Linked DNA regions of Zea mays: region 1 is linked to region 2. The links are chromatin contacts, called in public Hi-C maps. All regions are on one chromosome and are shown on one strand. The core of a region is the stretch at or near the end of the contact, and the rest is flanking DNA. Distances in the headings are between cores, read along the strand shown. Region 1 overlaps LOC103655564. Region 2 holds the start of LOC103653756.

Region 1 (2,945 bases), core at 439-2,938, 230 kb before region 2:
AACTGTTTAGGATGCTCTGCCTAATAGAGGGTGGATTGCTGATATTAGAGGGGCCTTGACTGTGGGTGTACTAACTGACTATCTTCATCTTTGGAATTCTCTTTCTGGTATTGTGCTGCAACCTAACACTGAGGACAACATATTTTTTCTGCTGCTTCTGATGGTAACTATTCTGCATGCTCAGCTTACAATGGCCTCTTTGCTGGTTCAATTCCTTTTGATCATCATAAAAGAATCTGGAAGTTATGGGCTCCACCCAGATGCAAATTCTTTTTATGGTTGGTGGCACATGATAAATGTTGGACTGCTGACAGAGTGGAGAGAATAGGCTTGAATCACCCTCCTAGATGCCCTCTGTGATCAAGAGCCAGAGACCATTAACCACTTGTTGGTTTCATGTGTCTTCTCTAGAGTGTGCTGGTATAACATCCTTCGGAAGTTTGGTATTCACTGCTTATCTCCTATTCAAAGTGACACAATTTATATGCTGCGTGTCCGGTTGGACTAGGAAAGATATGGACTCCTTGCTTATTATGGGGGCTTGGATGATTTGGAAACTCAGAAATAGAGTGGTGTTTGATGGTGTGACTCTAAGTCTCTTCCCGTTGTTGGAATCTGTTAATGAGGAAACAGAGAAATGGCATGTGGCTGGAGCAAGGGGCCTTTCTTTTTTAGTTGGCTCTAGTGTCGCTATTGGAGGGGTGTAGTTTTTTAGCATTCTTATGGATCGTTTTATGTATGCGTGTGTCTAGCCTCCATAAGGAGCGCTTTATATCGGGGTTTCTCTTGGGGCCCCATCCATCTTTTCTCTTAATATAATGGGGCGCAGTTCTCCTGCGTTTTTCGAGAAAAAAGGCTGCAAAGAAGGTTGAGGATGAGCGTGCAATCAGAGACGGGCTCCTTGAGGTCACAGAGGGAGGTCGCCATGTCCTTCATCTGGCGGCAATAGTTGGTGACGGAGAGGTTCCCTTGACGAAGGTCCGAAAGGCTGCATTGAGGTGGAGAGCGCGAGCCTCATGGTTGTCGAGGAATTGCTCATTGATGGCAACTAGGCCTAACGGTCAGTGCCGCCATGCTTGCGAACAACATCTTGGAGCTCAACAGTGACGATCCCAAGGATCCATGAGAGGACCACACTATCCATGTGCCACCAGAAGGGGATAGCGAGGGCTGCGATGTCGGCGAGGACGTGGTCGTCTAAGGCATAGTGTTGGAGCGTGAGGAGGACGAGGTCATGCTAGCGGGTGTAGGTGGAGGAAGTCGGGTCAAGGATGACGAGAACCAGAGAGCGGATGTTTTGGACACCTGTCGCCTGTGCATGGAGGTTGGCGATGACGACGATCTTGTACTATGAAGAGGGGCTACCACGGGGCACAGGGAGGGGCTTGATGCAGGGAGAGCCGAGCATGTGACGGTCAGTGTCGGCCATCTGACGGGTGAGGGCATCCGCCGCGGTGCGTTCGTGCTCCTAAGCGAGGAAGCAACATGTTCGCGTCCTGAACGACGACAACAACCGCCTTAACAGTGGTGAGGGCTGCGGGTAAGGTGGAGTGAGCGACGACAACATCAAAGGGCAGGAGCGTAGACGAAAGAGGCACGTGGCCGAGGTCGGCTAGGCCTGGGCCCTGGCTTGTGGCGCCTAGGCCAGAGAGGGCCGCAGCAGGGGTGGCTAGGACTGGGGCGCTAGTGGTTGGGCCGGCCACGGCGCCAGACGTGGGAGGATAGGCGGGGCAGAGGTGGCGTAGAGGGGCAAGGGTGCTGGGAGCGGGGCCCTGGCGGCCAGCCCAGCCACCGTGACATCGGAGGAGGCCGGCCTCGACACTGAGGAAGGCACGGGCGCGACCGCTGTGGCCCAGCGTTGGGAGAGGAGGGGATGAGGGAAAAGGAGGTGGCGTGTCGGCCATAGGAGACGGGCAGGTGACAACGGCCTAGCGACAACGAAGACGGCTAGGTGTTGGTGGCGGCTAGGGAAGGAAGGGAGAGAAAGAACCAAGCTAGGGACCACATTGGAAACCCTAACCCCAACAATGTGGGTTGTGTATTGCATATATTAGAAAAGGAATTATATGGGCTGCGCCAAGGCCCATAACACTTGAGTACAAATTTTTTTCCTCGAAAAACGCAGGAGAACTGCGCCTCATTTTATTAAGTAAGAAGAAGAAAAAGGGGTCGGAAAGGTCCCGAATACAGGACCTCCTTATGGAGGCCAGAAACAAGCATAAAGGAAACAATCCATACACAACTAAAAGATACAACTTATCTCTGACATTGGTACTGGGAGCAGCTAAAAAGGAAAGACCCTTAGCTCCTGCAACCATCCATTTCTCCCTTTTTCTCAGCAGTGGCCTCTAAGATTGTAGTGATATTGGGGGGAGACCCGTCAAACACCACTCTGTTTCTGAACTTCCAGATCATCCAGGCTCCCAGAATCAAAAGTGAATTTACCCCCTTCTTGATCATATCTGACACAATATCAGCAATACGTTTCCACCACCGCAGGAAGTTTGTGTCATCTTGGAGAGGGGCAAGAATGTGGAGCCCAAATTTCCGAAGAGTGATGTACCAATATAATCTGGAAAAGCTACAAGAAACCCAAAAATGGTTGATGGTTTCAGGCTCTTGGTCACAAAGAGGGCATCTAGGAGGATGATTCAGTAATCAAACACTTGAGTACAGTAATCAAACACAAGAATCTAACGGTACACAGAGTACCAAACATGCTAATAGCGAAGGCATTTTATAGTAGTTCTACCTTTCATATTTGACTATTTGAGGTCTTCGAGGTTCTTGGTTCATGCTATAAGACTTGAGAGGATCATTCACAATATGAATCATATCTATCTATGATGTATCATCTTTCATATTATGAATCATATCTATCTATGTTATTTCATGTGCAACACTGAGGCATCATTTGTTGGATCCATTGTCATTTTACTCCTTAA
Region 2 (3,059 bases), core at 168-2,667:
ATGTGAAGCTGAAGTTGTTTTTATACGTTTATTTAATATTTTGAGTGATTGATATATTGGAATTAAGACTTTCCTAGCGGGTACGGGTTACCCGACGGGTAAAAATACCCGCGGGTATGGCATGAGTAAGATTTTATACCCGCGAGTATATATGGGTGACCCGACGGGTAGAATTTTTTTTGATGGGTACGGGTATGGAATGGTACTACCCGACGGGTATGTACCCGTTGCCATCCCTAATTGCAGCAGAGGCAAACAATGTCGGGGCCAAGCTCCCACGCGCGCGACGATGGAAGGCGCCATGGGCGCCACGATGCGGGGAAGGGAGAGGATGCCTCGCGCGTGCGGGCGACAATGGAAGGCACCGCGGGCGCCGTGATCTGGGAAGGGAGAGGATGGCACGGACATGTGGTGAAGCAGACGACGGTGTGGACGACAGAGGGTAGTGTGGCGAGGGCATGATGAAGCATGTGGACACCCACATTAGGATCATATAGATCATATATAGGGGCTGATTGGTTACCGTGTCCCACGCGCGTAGGCTCGCGCCGTGCATTGACCGCGCACAAACGCGTGTTCGGTTGCCTGTCCATGGTCCTGCATGCGCGCATGCAGTTTAGCTCATTTTTCACTGTCTGGCCTGCACGTCTGGAGATGTGGAGAGTGAACTTCTCTGGAGGTCTAGGCCCGCTCGAGCTATGCACGCGCCAGCCGGGGAACCAATCAGCCCATAAAGTAGTAGATATAAAAGATTTAGCGACGAGGTCGATCGCAGAGTAGCAAACGTCTACATTCACGGTATCACAATGCCAAATAACTCCCTAGCCACTAGGGTTGGAAACGAGCCGAGCCGAGCTCGGCTCGGTGCCTGAACGAGCTCGGCTCGTCCATTTCACGAGCTCACGAAAGAGGCTCGGCTCGCGAGCTATATTCTGGTACTTATTGTTGTATTATTTAGTGAATTAACATTATATAAATTTAAAATATAGAATCATCATTCAACATTATGAGTAATTTTAATTATAACTTGCAATATATTTATCATCAAAGACTAAAAAATAAACTACTATCCATAAAATTATCTAATATTCATTATTATTCTATAAATCGATCAATTTTGTTAGGCTCACGAGTCGGCTTAGCTCGGCTCGACTCGTTATAAAAACAAATTCAAATAAGAGTCTCGGCTGGGCTCGTTCGAGGCCCGAGCCCTACTAGCCACACCACAAACGAACACAAAGGCACCAGCCCCCGCCCGCGCACCGAAACCTCGTCGCGTAGCGCGGGGGCGAGGAGAGGGACGGGGGGCGAGGAGAGAATACCCACTGCGGAATCTCATTCTCATCCAGCACCGCTCCACCGCTAAACCCCTCTCGTGCTCCTCGACGGCACTGACGCCGAGTGCGACGCCGAGCGAGGTCGCGACTCGCGAGGGGGAACCCTAGCAGCGATAGATCTAGAGCGGGCGCTTTCGATCTGTCCGGGAAATGGCGGAGGATCCTGCCGCGGAACAGGAGACGCGGCAGCTAGAGGACCGGCTCAGGGATGTCGGGGAACGGCTGCAGGCGCCTTCCGACGACGCGGAGGACCTGCTCAACCTCCTCATCGTGAGCCTGCTCCTCCTTTAGCTCTTGTTCTCCTCCCGTTGATTGTTATGCATATGTTAGGACTGCGCTTCTATGATGTGTCGTATTCGCCTGCGCGCTTACGGCTGTTTGGATTTGGCATTAGTAGGAACCGAGTGAATGTCGTGCCCTTACCTGTTCGCCATGATTGGTTGGGTCGCGGATGAAATGCTACTAGGCCTGGTGATTTGCTTTAAGTTGTCTTCCAGGCTATGAAATCTGTAAATTTATTTTGTTCCAACAAAACAGGATGTGTGTTCTCCATGCTGGACTGTTGCTACAAGGAGTTATCTGATTTCCTTGGAACCAGTTTACCTTTTATGTTGTCTTTTGAGACTTGGCTTCTTCTTGAACTTAAATTTTATATTTTTTGGAGTTCAAACGTGGAGTAATTATCTATTGGACATTGAAACCGTGACGATTTTATTTGTAGTTTTTATGGTCTTGTTTGGTTTGAGAGGAAACTGGAGGTGTTGGCCTCCTAGTATCTTATTGATTTGATTGAGGTTTTTGACTAATATAGGATTCTAGTTTTGCATTATCCTAGTTTATTCACTGTGTTTTGTTGGCTAGGTGGACGCCAACGTGGTTTTGGAGTCAACAACCATGGTTCAAATCCCCATTTGTATATAATTTTAGCATTGTTTCAATTTAAATGCAGGGGCACGATGACGGTGGAAACTGTGGAACCAGGAAAACTGATGCTTTAATATAATTTTAGCATTTTTTAGTTTCATTTTTCTTACTGTACAGAGCAATTTGCCATGGTTTAGGGTTTACTGGAAATGATGTACTCATACTGTTTGAGTAAATATGAAGACTTTGATCTTGCTAACTGACCTACCTAAGCTTGTTCCTCGAATCGTATGAAGTCATCAGGTTGGTTGATGGTTTGTTCATGCAGGAAGTTGAGGAATGTTTAATTAAAGTAGAGCAGTCACCTCGCGAAAGCATATCAAATGCTCTTCGCCCAGCAACTGAAGCTCTGGTCAAGAAAGAGCTGCTGGGCCATGCTGATTCAAATGTTAGACTTGCTGTGGCATCATGCATATCTGAGATCACACGGATCACGGCGCCTGATGCTCCATATGATGATGATGCAATGAAGGTATATTCTGCCCTGAATAAAATGATTTCTGTTGTTCTGTGTGTACTTACATATGTTTTTACTTGATTTTAGGATGTATTCTCTTTAATTGTGGGGGCCTTTGAGCATCTGGATGACATAGAGAGCCCCTTCTTTGGAAGGAGAACTTCAATTCTTGATACTGTGGCAAAAGTTCGGTCCTGCGTGGTGATGCTAGATCTTGAATGTGATGATTTGATAAATGATATGTTCCATCACTTCTTGAGGACTGCTAAGTAAGAAATATCTTAATTCTTCTTAGCTTCATCTATTTTTCCTCTTTCTAGAACATGTTTTTGCTAAGCTAT

The links. Hi-C and Micro-C count contacts between places; a contact is called where the count stands out from the background.
Region 1: a Hi-C map of endosperm shows a contact between it and region 2, with 4 times the contacts expected there. The contact joins the enhancer-like site here to the promoter of LOC103653756 in region 2. A contact is called at or near these places in 4 of 25 Hi-C or Micro-C datasets (ear, endosperm and leaf).

Annotation. Positions count from the first base shown.
Region 1 is chr4:142,667,009-142,669,953 of Zm-B73-REFERENCE-NAM-5.0, reverse strand. All of the region lies in intron 8 of LOC103655564, which reads left to right. Among protein-coding and RNA genes, the nearest start is that of LOC103655564, 25 kb to the left of the region's middle. Within about 2 kb of position 1,688, at least 2 of the 20 cell types and tissues checked have an H3K27ac peak or open chromatin away from gene starts, as enhancers often do. A contact at or near this core is called in endosperm, where this site is marked.
Region 2 is chr4:142,438,313-142,441,371 of Zm-B73-REFERENCE-NAM-5.0, reverse strand. It overlaps LOC103653756, which reads left to right and starts at 1,417. Exons shown (of 14, transcript NM_001382833.1): 1 at 1,417-1,607; 2 at 2,530-2,733; 3 at 2,806-2,987. The coding sequence starts at 1,488.